Regions from separate parts of the Mus musculus genome. Here region 1 is linked to region 2. A link is a contact called in public promoter capture Hi-C data. All regions are on one chromosome and are shown on one strand. The core of a region is the stretch at or near the end of the contact, and the rest is flanking DNA. Distances in the headings are between cores, read along the strand shown. Region 1 holds the start of Zdhhc7 (zinc finger, DHHC domain containing 7). Region 2 holds the start of Cyba (cytochrome b-245, alpha polypeptide).

What was found. Promoter capture Hi-C pulls out the DNA fragments that hold promoters and counts their contacts.
Region 1: a promoter capture Hi-C map of pre-B cells shows a contact between it and region 2, with 2.2 times the contacts expected there. The contact joins the promoter of Zdhhc7 here to the promoter of Cyba in region 2. A contact is called at or near these places in 2 of 39 promoter capture datasets (liver and pre-B cells).

The regions. Positions count from the first base shown.
Region 1 is chr8:120,100,005-120,102,788 of GRCm38.p6, reverse strand. It overlaps Zdhhc7 (zinc finger, DHHC domain containing 7), which reads left to right and starts at 1,317. Exons shown (of 8, transcript NM_133967.3): 1 at 1,317-1,697.
Region 2 is chr8:122,431,565-122,434,264 of GRCm38.p6, reverse strand. Cyba (cytochrome b-245, alpha polypeptide) reads left to right here and starts at 1,325. Exons shown (of 6, transcript NM_007806.3): 1 at 1,325-1,455. The coding sequence starts at 1,398. Mvd (mevalonate (diphospho) decarboxylase) reads left to right here. Exons shown (of 10, transcript NM_138656.2): 10 at 90-669. The coding sequence ends at 170.

The DNA.
Region 1 (2,784 bases), core at 68-2,567, 2.3 Mb after region 2:
TGTATGGGTAACTGAGGCATTGCCAACACTGAGAAGTCCACCCTAGCATGGGAAAACATGCTCATGACACAGCCTGCAAGGCTCCAGAAAGTCTCCTCTAACCAGCAACAGTGTACTCCTTACATGATCCACAAGACCTCCCGGGTCTTATGGGTGTCCTGAGCCCCGCTTTCCATCCTGAGGAAATAGCTACCTAGGGCAGGCCAAACAAGAGGCACCTGAAAGGTTGGTACCATAGTGAGTATATGGATGCACAAGACGTAACCACAAAAGGGGCTACAGAGCCTGCGAGTCTGCTTAGAGGTGGTCCTTCCAGAAAACCTAGGTTTGGTTTCTTAGCACCCATAAGCCAACTCAAAACTGCTTACGCCAGTTCCAGGGTATCTAAATGCCCTCCTCGAGCATGCACGTGGTACACAGATATATATATGCGGGCAGAACACCCACAGACATAAGAATTAAAGAAAGAATTAAATAAGATTAAAAAGATGTAACCATAATTTTTCAAACCCAAAAGATGCTTTTTTTTTTTTCAAGATGGCATTACTATATAGTCTAGAGTGGTCTCGAACTCCGAATCCTCCTGCCTCAGCCTCCTGAGTGCTGGGACTTAGGCGTGCACTTCCATGCCTAAACTTAAAAGCTGTAATTTTGGAGCAGTTAATCTAATGCACCCTTATTTCCAAAAATCTGGCTCGAATAGCAGTTTCTGGGCGCGGGGACAGGAAACCCAGCGAAGATGGCGTGCGTACCCCAATGGGCTAGATCCCGGAGCTGTCATTATAGCCCTTTTTAGTATCACAGCACACCTTGCGTTTGCCAGTTTAACTACCAAACACTTCTCTGCCCTGGACAAATTGTGCTAAGTCTGTCAGGGGACTCAAGAGGCAGGGGACGGGTGAAGGTTATAAAAACACTCGTTTCTACCTCCGCAAAACTCTGGCCGGTCATCAGGAAGGGGTCGCAGCGACGCTCCAGCGACCTGGGCATGGAGGTGTGCAAGCCTGGACCCAGGAGTCCCATCTCCGGTCCAGGGCGCTGCCTCGGGCTCCCAAACGCCCTCTGGCTCAGTTGCTTCCACCCCCGCGCCTCTATCCTTCATCTCCGTAGTTCTCCCTCCTCCACCTGGCACCGACATCCTTAAAAAGAGAATCGGAGTCGCCACAAACTTCATCTATGTATGGTGCGGCGGGAAGCCTTATCGAGTGCTCTCGAACGGCAACGCGGCGTGGCCCTCGCGGCGCCCCGTAGGCACTGATTTCTCTTCCGGGCCACCCTTCCCGGGGGATCTCCGTTTAGTAGTCTTGCCGTAGATGCTGCTGCCTCTCCTCCAAGAACCGCCGAGTTCTTGGAAGCCCGGTCTTGGATGAAATCGCCAGAGCCTCCCCGCGATCCGCCTCCCGGAAGCCCCGGGCGGCGCGACCGGAAGGACGCAGGCGCAGCGTCTTGACCTCGGCCTGGTCCAGTTCCGGGGTCGTTCGGCTCGGCTGTGCCAGTTCGGCGTCGGGCTCCCGCTTCTGCTGGGGCTGCTGCCTCTCGCCCACCGGCCCGGCCGGCCCGAGCAGCGCGGAACCGAGCCGGATCCGGGTCCACCCGGCCCGGCCATGAGCGCTGCCGCATGATGCGTCGCCGCCCGCGCCGTTGCAGCCGCCGGCCACCAGGAGCCTCAGCACTGGGCGACCCCGCCCGGGCCTCGGGTGAGTGCGGGGAGAGCGGCGGCCGCGACCCCGGGCGGCTCCCCGCCGCCTCCGCGCTGCGGTCCCCTCGGGGGCTCTCCAGTCTCCTCTGCGGACCCCGCAGGATCGAGCCCCATTTGCACCTGCAGCCTTTTGCCTGACCTTGGGCGCTCCAGAGCTAACGTCAGGGTGGCTGTCATAAAGTGCTGTCACCGGTCTGCGAGCTGTCAAGTTTTTTTATGGTCATGCTTCGTCGCAGGTCTGTCTTCCCAAGGCCTCTGTTGTCTCTCTTTAGCGGGACTCTTCTGTTCTTTGCCGGTCTCCCTTCTCTTCCCCCCTGCCCCTGGCCATGGTGTTAGGAGGGTAGTTACCCGGAAGGGCATCTGGGATAATCGGGTCAGCTTTCAGGGCAATAAGGTTCAACTCTATTGAGCTGTCATTATTTCTAGAACTAAGTCCCTTCTAGCTATTAAATAGGCACATTTTATTAGCTCGTGAACAGCCAGTTTATTGTGGCAATTAAATTGGAGTAGTCATAGTTGCAGCAGTCTGCACTGTAGCGGCTTTCACTGGTGTGTGTGGCGCTGTCCAAATCCAAGCTACAGTCTGCTTTGCAATCAGTCCCCTTAGTGAGGGAGTACACTTGTGTTTATTTTACTGCCTTGGGAGAGAGGTCATTTATATTTCTTGGTAAATCTGCCCAGCACACCACTCTGATCTTTCCAAAGTTGTTTATAACTTTCACTTAATTCATGCTACATTTAGAAACAACAACAAAAAAAGATACCTTGTGATACTTGCCCCTGCAGAAGTGGTTAAAGAGAAAGGTTCTTGGAGGTATTTTACAAAATGGGCTAATGGGAGTGTTAATTTCATTTTTTGAACGTTGCACAAAATAGACAGGTTGGGGGTGTTGAAACTGTGTTGTGTACTCTGTGGAGTTACTGGTAAGGAGTTACTGGCTTCTGGGCTGAGAGTGGGAAAAAGTGAAGAGATAATTTCACTCAGAATTTGTTCAACAGCACTTGACTCTTGAGTGTCTGGGCGCTTGGTCGGTTGATATACTTAAAAATAAAACTCTAAGCTGGATGTAATGGGTGCACACCTT
Region 2 (2,700 bases), core at 76-2,575:
TCCTGCCTTAGAGTCTCTGACCTGTAAAGTCTCCGGAGCAGCGGCTACTGCCGCACCCCATGACTGGACACTGATTTTTCTCCCCCCAGGTCGGACCAGGACCTCAAGTCCTAGACGACACTCATGATCATCTGCTAGGCCAGGATGGACTGCCACAACGGGACCTTTGACCTCTTCCACGTCCAGTGCCATTTGGAGAAAGGGGTTGCCCACTGGAACTCGGGAGCTGGCCTGCTGGTCAGCCTCTCCTGAAGGGCTGCTTGATGATCGATTATACTGGGGGATGTCGAGTGTGATGGGCAGCCATCTAGGCGATCACGGGAACCCCTCTCAAGTGCCTCCGGTTCCCCGCTGGTTTCTGAAGGGCTAGCTGACCCACTCGATGGACCTTCCAGCACTCCAGACAGCTGCTCATCAGGGATGGGGAGTCGGTGCCTCCCCCCTCCCCCAAGATGCTCTGAGGGCCTCAGTAACCATCTAAGCGTGATGGCTCAGACAGCGGTGCCTCTCTGCTGAGACTCAGGCCACAGTTTCTTTATAAAGCCTCCTGGTGAGGGTAGGGGCTGTCGAGCCCACAGGTAGGGTCCATTGTGTGTGTGGGTGCCTCATGAGGGTGCAGTCAGTGGACCTGAGGACCACAGGAATAAAGTGTGCTGTTCCTGCCTGCCCGTGTGGGCTGTGCTTTCTTCTTTCTTCCTAAACCAGCGCTTTAGGGTCTCTGGTCTACTGATCTGCTGGGTCCTACCCGCCATTGAGTTCAGTCTTGTTTCCCTATGTAGTGGAGAGGTGGGGGCTGAAGTGGGTCCTGCCAGGAACACTTCCCACTGCCCACAAGCCAGCCCCGTGAGAGTCTCCTGCCACCTTGTGACCACCCTAAGTCATACCCCAGCATACATGCAACAGCTGCTGGAGCTGGTCTAGGCCAGAGGAAAGAGACAACAGAACAACGGTGTTCCGGTGTTCTGTCCCCTGCTTTCTGGGTTTTCCCAGCCTTGCACACTATGGTCCCCTACCCCCACCCCGTAGTCACGTGACCCAGGACACACACCTGCCCCAGCTCACAGTGGGTCGGAAGTAACCTCATCTCCTTTTAGGGAGCAGCCTTTATCTGATAACTAGAGGAGCAGGTGGATGAAGTGACTTACGCCTCTGGCCCTGGGGGGGTACGGTCACAAGTCACAAGCAGTCACAAGTGGCCCTGGTACTTTCCAGCTGGAGAGAGAGGTCGATGGGGAGACTGTCCCACCCACCAAGGCTCAAAGGGAAGGTGCAGAGGAGGCCTCTGGGGCACAGCCCGACAGGGCGGGGCCTGAGCAGGGGGCGGGCCGATCAGTGAGGACTTGCGAAGTGGGCTGCAGAGTTGGACCGGGCTGCTGCGTGTGCGCAGGGTCCTCGTCATGGGGCAGATCGAGTGGGCCATGTGGGCCAACGAACAGGCGCTGGCGTCTGGCCTGAGTGAGTGAGGTGGGCTGCGGGTGGAGGGGTTGCTCAGGACCCGTGGGGCACCGCGGGGGAAGCAGGGCTCGGGCTGGTTCTGCGGACCTCAAAGCGCGGATCCTCGGAGAGACCTACCGGGGCCTCCGGGCACAGGACGGGCGGTGGCCGCTGCAGGCCGTGCTCGGCCGCCTGTTCTAGAGGCGACCCCGCCCTGCACCCTGTTGGGTCCGCGCTGGGACCTCAGAGGAGGAAGTTGCTTACAGCTGGGGAAGAGACATTCACTCGGTGGTTTCCCGCCTGGTTAGGAAAACCCCCGGAAGACCCTCTTCTGCGCACAGCCCACTTGGCCAGGAGTTGGGACTCTGGCCTTGAGGTCACTCGGGCTCCGGCTTCTCCCCGAGGGGCCTGGGATAGGAGCTAAGCTCATCCTAGAGGAGCAATCGGCTCCATCCCACAAGCGAAGTGTGCGCAGAAACTATTTCACAAGAGTCTGGACACCCCTCAGAGTGATCTTAGCCCTGATGGCCTGCCGAGTTAAGATGCAGGACACTAGTCTTTAGTCAGGTTGACACTGGCCGTGGCTTGAACAGTTCAGCTTGTCTGGGAGGTTTGCCAAGGGGCAGTGGGACCCCTGGGCTTCACTGTACCAGGAAAGGAACCTAATAGACCAGACCATGAGCAGCAGGCCTGAGACTAGAAACTGCAGACATGCCTCAAAGCCGAAGGGAGCCAGAAAAGACCTGCCAGGGCAGGGAGGATGGCCCAGACCCCCCTCCACTCACCCGGGAATAGCGCATCGAAGAGGTGATAGAGAAATCTCCCCCAGCCCACGCTGGAAGCTCCCGTGGAAGGCCTTGCAACCCCAACCTTTTGAAAATGGCGCCCCTCCCCCACCTGCAGTCTCCCTTCTTACCCTTCCCAGCCTCCTGCCAGTAGTGGTTTGTCCTGTGACCACTATGGACGGTTTCAAAAGTTACCTCCAGGAAGTGGGGGTGCCAGACACACCTAAGGGTGGGAAGACCTGGCGAGCGCTGTCCATGCAGTGTCTCCTGTCCTCGTGTGTGCTAAGGTCTCTATGTACTGCCTCAGCTAATTGTTCAGGGTGTTCAGGCTGACACAAGTCTCCTGTGCTGAGGAGTCACAGGCTGTGGCCACTTACTTTCTCCACCGAGTGTGACTTCCGCTAACTTTTCTTTTTACGGGAAAGCACAACTGTCCTGGGAAGGTTCTGAACTGTCTAGGTCCAATCAACAGGGATGTACT